Regions from separate parts of the Sus scrofa genome. Here region 2 is linked to region 1. Evidence: chromatin contacts called from public promoter capture Hi-C data. All regions are on one chromosome and are shown on one strand. Each heading gives the region's core, a stretch centred on a gene start, on an enhancer-like site or on the middle of the called end of the contact. The rest is flanking DNA. Distances are from core to core; before and after follow the strand shown.

Region 1 (5,350 bases), core at 984-3,483:
CTGATTGGACCCCTAGACCGGGAACCTCCATATGCCTCGGGTGTGGCCCTAAAAAAAAAAATTAAAAAAAAATAAAAGGAATGTCCATAAAATATTTTACTCCAAGATATACAGACTGTTCAACCTCCCAGGAGCAGACACTTTAGCCATTGACCCCACCCAGCTAGAAAGCTTAAATACTTTATCTCATCTATACCTCAAAACAACTCCACAAAGTAGATCTTACAGCCACTTTGCAAACAAGGAAACTAAGGCTTAGGTGGGGAAGTAACTCACTAAAGATCACATAATTAAGGAAATGCTAGCACCATACTTGACTAAATCATTAACTACTGCATAAAATTTCATTGTTCTTTCCCAATTTTCAGTCAGCTCCATAAATTAATCTAAATTCTCTTATTTTAGATATTTCTGTAATCAGCTTAGTAAAGAATTGGAAGCTAGGTTTTCATTTAATAGTTTAAAAGTCAGAGATGACATTTAAAAAAAAAAAAAAAGTTAAGGAAGTAGAAGTAGCAAGACAAAGAGGGTTTAATTCCCTTCAATTTTTCCAGATTATTCCTAAACTCCTCAACTATTTTTTTTTCCCTCTTTCTTTTTGCCATCTCCTATATTTCCTGTACTCACTTCTGCCATGAAACTTTTGGTAGTTGAGATATTTCCTGTTGGGTGGCCAGATAGCTCCTCTGAACCCATCCAAAGGCTACTGAGCCTTGGAGATTCAGTATAAATCCTGCCTTCTCTGAAGCTGACCTTGTCTACTCCAGACTCCAAAGGCATACACCATAATATTTAGCAAAAAACTGGTCTGAAGATACAGAGAGGGAAAAGTAATAATCCCTGAGATTAAGGAGTTTGTGGTTGGAGGGGGGAGAGGAATCAGACCCACATCAGATTAAAAAAAAGTGTTTTAACTCTGAATTCAGGGGATGACAAGGGACTATTGGAACACAGAGAGGATACCTGCCTCAGTCTTAAAGAAATTAGATAAAGCTTCTTAAGGGAGGTCATGGATGGTTGAACCAAAGGTCAGCGGGGAATTAGCTAGGGAAAACCCATTGGGAAAGAGTATTAAAGAAAGAGTTATGTGCAAATGCTCAGAAAAGAAAGAACATACCTATCCTGGAAGCTGCAAGCGTGGTTCTAGCTAAAGCACAGTGAGTTGAATGAGATCCAGTGAAAACAGAGGTAAGAGAAGTAAACAAGACTCGATCTATACAGGTTTAAAGTACATTCTCCTCCTCCTCGAAATGCATTATTTGGTTGCCTAAGCTAGTAACAGGAATTAGAGTTGCTTATTTAACTGCCTACTATTTAACTTATTAAATCAAAGCACAATCATTATTAGGGATATCAGTAAATATCTGTAATTAGATGTGTTAGGTTTTCCTGTTATACAGCCTGGTTATTTCCAGAATTTAAGAATTAAAGGGGGACTGATAATTCCCAGTTTTGGAATGAGCCATTTAGAGAAATAGCACCTTCTTAATATTATAATACAACCCCCAGGGGAAGGATTATATTAGACAGCGAAGGTAATAGAAAATAGTAAAATAATGTAAAATAGTAAATACTGCAATAATTTGAATATCGTAAAAATAATTTTTACAAATTAGATTGGGAATATTTAATTCAGTCTTCACAGATGTTATTTACTGGAAACTGGGGAGGAAATGGTGGTTTATTTTTACAAAGTGGCGAGCAACTCTATATACTGCAGAAATTTATCGTTGAGATCAAAATTGTCAACGGGAACAACTTCTTAGAGAACAATCCATAGTATTGCTTTGCCTTGATTCATGTGTCTATGAATAATTTGCTTCCAAAAGGTAAAATCTTAGATTGCTTGGTTAAGGATAGGGAAGGATGATGTTCCTTCTACCATTGAGTTTTAAGAGTTGAACTATGTTTAACCTCCCGCAGGAACCAACAGTGAGAAGTTCAGAGCAGTTCATTGATTCTAAGAACGCGCTGCCCCGTGAGAACACTGATCTGTCTTAGACAACCTGTTAAGGCTCTTTGAACAACCCATCTACTTTACTTTGGCTTTTGTCATATCAAACCTACGTGGAAAAAAGACATTTAGCAGCGGTGATAATAACGCAAAGCCCTGCAATCAACAAGCCGCCTCTGCGCTTAGGAACCGCAGCCCCAGCAGATAAGCGAAGAGACTAAGTATGAGCTCCCGGGCACCCGTACCTCGGATTCTCAGGAGCGCGAAGGGAATAAGTGTGAGCTCCGAGGCACCCGTACCTCGGACTCTCAGGGGCAAACGACGGAAGTGGTCGCCTGGCGCCGCTCCCTCTCCCGAAATCCAAACTTTTTTGGCTCCACCACTGTTGTCTGCAAACCGCTGGAGGTCCGAGAGCATGGAGGTAGCGCGCTCGCCCCCTACAGCAGGGAAGTTTGTGGTGGTCGGCGGTGGCATCGCGGGCGTTACCTGTGCGGAGCAGGTAAAGCAGGCGCGCAGGCTTCTCCCTTCTCCTCGACCCCGGCGGCGGTGGCGCTCGGGGTTCCCTCCTGCCGCCTTTCCTAGTCCTTTTTCCAGGTAGCTTTCTAGCCGCTTTGTTTTTCTCCCTTCACTCATTCCGGCTCCCAAGTATTGTAGAGTGTGTCGTGGCCGTCAGGTGACATCCTTAGTACCTCTCAAGCTTCGCTTCAGGCGCTGAAAGGAGAGGTGGCGAGCAAGTTATTAGCGGGGAAACTAAAGCAGAGTGAACCCGCTTCTGGTCCTAGTAATAGCGGAGCAGACCGGGGGTTGGGGGGGCTAGGGGGTGGGAGGGGTTATAACTAGGAAGTACTTGGTCGGAAAATTCAGCCCCTTTTCTTAAATTAGCTGATTGAATTCCGCTTCCGCCTAAATTCCAGGTCCGTAGTGCATCATAACTAAGAGATAACTAAGTGATAATCTCTTACGTAAGTTTCCTGTACTTGGCACTCCCAAGATACTATAGATATGTCATCTATAGTAATGTTTTGTAAAACAGCCAGCAAGGGATTAAATACAGCGAGGGAATAAGTTTCTGATTTACAGTGACTAGTCAGACTACATATATACATGTATTCTAATAAAGAATGGGTTATTTCGCTGGTAAAAAGTAAACATAAGTAGTCACTGATGTCATAAGAATTTGAAGTATTTTTCCTCAACTCTTAATCTTGGGATGTGTATTTTTCATTTATTCACCAAGTAAACACCTATAATCCAGTCACTGTACTAATGGCTGATCAGATAAATACAGAGAATGGTACCTCCTTTTTAGAGACCCACAGGGTAGTGGAAGAGACATGTAAATTATTTCCTCAGTGTGTTTGGTATCTTAGGGGTGCCTTTAGAGTTGGTAAGTAGTAAATTAGGGGAGAAGTATCCTTTCTCACAGTAGATGTCCTTTTGTCTTACAGGCATAGCTCATTTTATTGCACTTTGATTTATTATACTTCACGTTGCATTGTTTACAAGTTGGAGGTTTGTGGCAACCCTGTCCAGCAAGCCTTTTAGGTGCCATTTTTCTGACAGCATTTGCTCACTTTGTGACTCCGTCATATTTTGGAAATTCCTACCAGTATTTCAGACTTATAAATCATTCTGTTTGTTATGGTGATCTGTGATGAGTAATCTTTGATGTTACTATTGCAAAAAGATTGCAACTCACTGCAGACTCAGATGATGATTAGCATATTTTAGCAAAGTATTTTTTAATTAAGACGTCCATTTTTCTTTTAGAAATAATGCTGTTGTGCACTTAATATTGACAACTGTATAATGCAAACATAACTTTTATATGCACTGGGAAACCAAAATTGCATGTGACTTGCTTTATTGCATTACTCACTTTATTGCAGTAGCCTGGAACTGGACCCATAGTATATCTGAGTTATACCTGTATAGAAGAATGAGTAAAAGTTTACCAGGTAGACAAGAAAAGACAGACATTCCAAAGAGATTCCACCTGTAATCTCAGGTGGAAAAGCATGGCATTATCTGGAAGAAGAAAGCTGAAAGCATGTGGTACATAAAGGACAAAGACTGGCAGATACATAAAGGATCTTGTAGTCAAGTTAAGAATTTAATAAGAACTTATAAGTAGTTGAACAATTTTGAGCAGTGGAGAAATGTGATCAAATGAAAACTTTTGAAAGATAGTTATAATGTGTTTGGGATAGGGGTAACTGGTTAATATGAGACTGGAAGGCCAACTTACAGGTGATTTTAGTAATAGGGCTATTGAGGGTCTGGTGGAAACAGAAAGTGGGAAAGTAAATTACAGAATATGCAAAGGAAAGGAAGATGGAGAGAGTGATAATATTGAGAATATTATAGAAAGTTTAAATAAGAAGGCACTAAAAAGAATCTGGTGGGTTTAAAGGCTGTATAGGTGACTTGAATATGCTTAATTTTGATTGTATAGTGGAGATAGAAATAGAGATTGGTGGAGATAAGGAACTGCAGCGAGAGATAAGAAAATATTTTCAAGAAACATAAAGTGAGCGAGAGAGAGGTTGTATAGAGGAAAATGAGGAAAAATTAGAAAGTTAAACTTTGAAATTTTGATAAGGCCAACTTTTTTTTTTTTTTAAAGGCTGCACCTATGGCTCATGGAAGTCCCCAGGCTAGGGGTCAAATCGGAGCTGCAGCTGTGGGCCTACACCACAGCCACAACAATGTGAGATCTGCAGCCTGCACCACAGCTTGTGGCAATACCAGATCCTTAACCCACAGAGCTAGGCCAGGAAACGAACCTGCATCCTCACAGACACTATGTGGAGTTCTTAAGCTGTTGAACCACAGTGGGAACTCAGAAAAAGGCTAATATTAAAGTGGCATTTTCTTCTCAGAATATATCCTGATTGGTCATTTGGAGGTGCAGAGTGCCAAAGCACTTAGGAAAGGTGCTGAGGTTATAAATGCTTATAAATCCTGAAGGAGAATGAAATTATTATTTTACAATAAATATAAGTGGGTTTAGCTGTTAATTAGGAAGATAGTTTTCTCATCCTCTGCATGACAATTGTTAGACTTTAGTTTAAATGTATTTTTCATTTTAATCAATGTTAGAGTTGAACATTATTCACCACAATCCCGTAAATATGACCAAGACCCAGGATAATGGAGACCTTTAGATGAAGAACAGTGAGTTTATAGTTTCCTAAGTTAGCAACATTATTAAAACTACATTTTTCTTGACTCACCCCCATGCCATATGTACTAATACTTTGTTATTTATCATGTCGTTTCTATTTCTTTTTTAATAAGTTGGCAATTGACTTTCCATCAGAAGATATTCTCCTGATAACAGCTTCTCCTGTTATTAAAGCGGTTACAAATTTCAAGCAGGTAAGAACCTATATG
Region 2 (4,970 bases), core at 1,880-4,379, 61 kb before region 1:
TGACCATGCCCAAAGCATGCAGAAGTTCCAAGGCCAAGGATCAAACCTGAGCCACAGAGGCGACAACACCAAATCATTAACCACTAGGCTACTAGGAACCCCCCCCCATCTCTGCCCCCCGCTACTTTTGCTATATATGCTCTCCCTAGGCAATCTCACTATTTCCATGGCTTTAATTCCCACCCATATGCTGAAATCTCTCAAATGTATACATAGCTTAGCCTAGACAATTGCAATCATTTTTTAGTCTCCTCTATAGTCTTTCCCACTTCCAATATCTCTTCCACCTGCCACCACCACTAATTTGGAGCTTGGTAATTAATTGTCAAATGAATTAATAAAATGCATAGTTAGCATGTGAGTCCATTTCTAGAGACTTTTTAGTGGCTTCCCATAAACAAAACTTCCTACTTTTTAAGTGACAACCAAAGATTTGTCTATACCTCACTATGACCTCCTGCTACTTTTCCCTAGAGAGAATGTTCTATTTATAGTTCCTTTAATTCACCATGCCACTCTACATCTCAGTGCCTTTTACAGGTGTTCCTCCACTTTTAATGACTTTCTACACTTTGCACATCAGATAATATATGCTCAATATTTAAAACTCAACTCTATCATTATTTCTATTGTGAAATCTTCCTTGTCTTTCCACTTCCCAGGTAGCCTTAACCACGCACTCCTTATCTTCCTACCCTGCTGTGCATCTGCCTCTATTACAGCCCTCAGCACAGTGCACTTTTTGTGTTTGGATGTTTATAACCTCCTTCCTCACTACACTGTGAGCAATTTCCAAAGATAGGAGCCATGTATTATTTACCTTTGCATCTTTGGTGTCTAGCAAAAGCCTCACAAGTAATAGGCACCCAGTACAAGTTCATTGAATTAATGACTGAATGAGTATCCAAAAACATATTGAAGAGGTAGCCAGAGCTGAATGTAAGCCGAATGGAGCATGAAATTCAATAGGATTAAATACACCTAAGCCAAAAATCTGCACCAATTAGTTTGGAGAAATCTAAATAGAAATATATGTGAAAAATACCTGGGAAATTTAAATATCAAGCTCAATATGAGTCAAAACTCACATTGTTAAATGGCTGACAAGACAGCAGAGCTATATCTCTGGCTATTTGTCCTTTTATATTAAATACCATTAGTAGAAACTCTGTCTCTCCTCACACTGTAAATCTTTGCAGAGCACATCGTTGATAGTAAACAATTTTCACATGGCTTTATAATTCAGATTTTATATTTAAATGCAAGCAAAGTCTACCAAATAAAGTACAAATCATATTGGAGAGAAGTTATTTTATCTTACATTTTGAGAAAGGAGACTAGAGAAATCATGATCCTAATGCTCTTTTCCTGAAACACCAAATGGGCTGCCTAACCCAGTTGCTTTCATAGATAGAAAGCAACTAGTGGCTACTACGACTCACGTCTAATGCAAAATAACCTCTATGTTTGTAAAGCTAGTCCTACCAGCTTTTTAAAAAAAATTTTAGTGATTTTTATTTTTTCCATTATAGCTGGTTAATTAATTCTGTCCATTCTGTACAGCAAGGTGACCCAGTCACACATACACATACACATTCTTTTTCTCACATTATCCTCCATTATGCTCCATCATAAGTGACTAGATGTAGTCCTCAGTGCTATATTACCAGTTTTTAATAATACCCCAGAGTTTGAAACAAATTTGTTGAAGACAGTCCTTTAATACTTTCCAAAAATTTTTGCTTAATGAGTGTATTTCTAAGGTCAGAGAAACAGAAAAACCCAGCTAGCTATTAAGCAATTGTCTCTCACTTTTACCTGATAAACTTGTACTTGCAATATTTTTCTGTAACATTCACATCAATATCTATCCCTGGCAAACTCCAAAATAATAAAAAATTAAAGACCAATTGTTTGTAAATAATACCAATTTAACTTTTATCCACAAAAACTATTAATAATATTGCTAATATTTGTTGAATGTTTACCATATTCTAGTCATTGTTCAAAGAAGGTAAAAAGAAAAAATTCTATGAGGTAAGAGTATTATAATTACTCTTTTTAGAGAAGAAAACCGAAGCACGAAGAAGTTAAACAACCTGACCAAGGTCACACAGCAAGTAAGCAGTTGAACTCAATAGAAACCGAGGTAAGCCTGGGTTTCAATCTCTATTTTTAAACCCTCAATCTTAGGAGACGGACATGAGAATTAAGGAAAAATTTAAGAAGATTTTTAAAATATAAAATTAACATGGCATTTTAAGCAAAAGTGGTTTTCTAGATCTACATCATGATTCTCCATTTTTATGTACATGAGTGGATCTTTTCCTATACAGTATGAAGAGAAAAAAACAACTTTTGATAGGAAGAAAATTAGCAGCAGTATCACAGTTTGGAAACCACTTGCAGGCATTAGCTATAGAACTAAAACAATTATCCAGATCCCTTGGTTTAGAATAAATGCAAAAGTTTTTGAAGGCAAAATGGCTTTGAGGCTATGCAACAAGAATTTGCTCTGAAATAGTCAAGAGTATCAGAAACAGCTAACAAAATGGTCATTCTTCTTATAGAGAATGGTTGATATGTTGCCAAAGCTTGAAGTAAACGTTTGTTTCAGTGGGTCATTGTGAAGTCATCACTGAATTTAAATCAACTAAGTATTTCTGTTCAATGAACTATTTGCCAGAAGCACCCTCCAAACTCCTCTGACTTAGAAACCCCAGAAGGGTTAGCATTAAATTGGCTTTGGATCCAAGAAAGTAAATTGCACTGTAATATAATGTGTGTTGAAGATGTTTAAGACCCTGTCTTCCATTTAAATCCCCAAAACTACTTCTGATTAAGTTGCCTGAATCAATAATCCTATTTATACATACTCTCAGTTACAAATCAAATTCATTAAAGCAAGAAATTATCAATATATCAGATACTATCACATTTATATTAGATCACTACACAAAAATATAAGCACGTTTACAAGGTCTAAGTTTTTTAAAAAATACAGTGCATATACACATATCCACATAAAGCAAGTCCATACCTTCAACTTGGAGAGACATCTTATTCTATGAGTTTCAATGGTTTTCTCAGTTTCTCCCATGTTGCTCCTTCTGAGTCTTCCAAGGTATGTATGTTTTAAATCTTGATATTTCTTAGTTCTATTCTTTTAAGAAGACAAAAATCTATTAAACTATTGACAAAATCATAAATTGTCATTCTTTAGAAGAAAACTCTGACACTGAAAAAAAGAATCAGAATCCACTGTGTTATGAAAATACCTAGGAAGCTTCTGATTGAGGGAGTTCTGGTCGTGGCTCAGTGGTTAACGAATCCGACTAGGAAACATGAGGTTGCGGGTTCGATCCCTGGCTTTGCTCAGTGGGTTAAGGATCCGGCATTGCTGTGAGCTGTGGTGTAGGTTGCAGATGTGGCTCGGATCCCGTGTTGCTGTGGCTCTGATGTAGGCCGGCAGCTACAGCTCCAATTAGACCTCTAGCCTGGGAACATCCATATGCCGCAGGAGCGGCCCTAGAAAAGGTAAAAAGACAAAAAAAAAAAAAAACAGCTTCTGATTCAGATCCAGAAAACAATGCCATTGGAGAAGATTTAGCTGTTAATTTTCCATTGAAAAAGTTACATCAAATCACTTTAGTTACTCTTTAGTGAGATCAAAGATTAGAATAATTTGTTATGGTCCTCTTGCAAAATAATGACCACGTGGTTAAGACAAAGTTTTTCATTTCTTTAGCCAAAACAAATAAAACCAGTGAGCTTCTTGGACTTACATGATGATGCTGCTTTTAGGAACACACAGACTTTGATTTGTGTTTGTACTGAAAAAAAAAAAAAAAAAAAAAAATCTGCTTTAGCAAGCCTACCAAGTCTCAAAAATCTCTGTTTGGCCAGGTGCCCTCTTCAAGTTCTTTGCGTTCCAAGACTTCCCTGGAGTCTCAGGAAGGGAAACATTCTCTAGGGCACTGCCGATTCACAGAACCTGGGGAGACATGGAATTTTAATAGTGGAAGTAGCCTAAGTAAAAATAACAAATAATTCTACGATCTGGAAAAAAATCTGACAATTGCAAGTTAAGATATGAGGTTTAGCATTAGATCAAACATATAAGTGGAGATCCATATGTATACAAATATAATAAATACAGATATATGTGTATCTGTGTATATATAATATATAGGCACACATGTTTGTATATAAAATGTTTTATATGTAAAACAAAAAGATGACAAACTCTATTAAATTCTACTAATCCATTGTCAAAGATTTTGTCTATTCTATATCTTGAAACTAGGACAATATTTAGCACCAAAAACCAAAATATTTCACTCTGATAATATCTATTCTACTAAATCTACTTCAAGTTGCCAGATGCTATCTTAACAATATTCCCTGTTTTAATTTATTAAAATCCTTTGAACAGTATCCATTTAACAATATCCTAAATGGCACTAATTTTTTAAAACCTGAATCCCACTCCCCTACACAGATTAAGGCAACAGCCACTGAACAATTGTGTATGAGCTTAGTTTTCTTTATTCATTCTCTCATGAAGACAATAAATATCTATCAAAAGTCATTGTGCTAAGCACAAGATTTCAGCAGTGAGCAAGACAGACAAATTGTCCTAAAGACAATATAAACTAGTTAAAGATGTATAAGGTTTTGTGGAAGGTACTTGGACCCAGAGCCCAAGGAATCGATGCTTTTATTGGGAAAGGTAAAACTTTTCAGTAAAACACATTGGAGGAGTTCCCATTGTGGTGCAGGAGAAACAAACCCGACTAGTATCCATGAGGATGCGGGTTTGATCCCTGATCTTGCTCAGTGGGTTAAGGATCCAGCTTTGCCATCAGCTGTGGTATAATTTGCAGACGTGGCTCAGATCCTGCGTTGCTGTGGCTGTGGTATAGGCCAGCAGCTGCAACTTCAATTCAACCCTTAGCCTAGGAACTTCC

Evidence for each region. Promoter capture Hi-C pulls out the DNA fragments that hold promoters and counts their contacts.
Region 2: a contact with region 1 is called in a promoter capture Hi-C map of liver, with 6 times the contacts expected there. The contact joins the promoter of SLCO1A2 here to the promoter of PYROXD1 in region 1. A contact is called at or near these places in 1 of 5 promoter capture datasets (liver) and 7 of 47 Hi-C or Micro-C datasets (fibroblasts, liver and skeletal muscle).

What each region holds. Positions count from the first base shown.
Region 1 is chr5:52,017,727-52,023,076 of Sscrofa11.1, reverse strand. It overlaps PYROXD1 (pyridine nucleotide-disulfide oxidoreductase domain-containing protein 1), which reads left to right and starts at 2,233. Exons shown (of 12, transcript XM_021092253.1): 1 at 2,233-2,453; 2 at 5,255-5,335. The coding sequence starts at 2,370. It also overlaps a transcript of SLCO1A2 not described here.
Region 2 is chr5:52,079,543-52,084,512 of Sscrofa11.1, reverse strand. It overlaps SLCO1A2 (solute carrier organic anion transporter family member 1A2), which reads right to left and starts at 3,129. Exons shown (of 14, transcript NM_001256595.1): 1 at 3,041-3,129. The coding sequence starts at 3,100.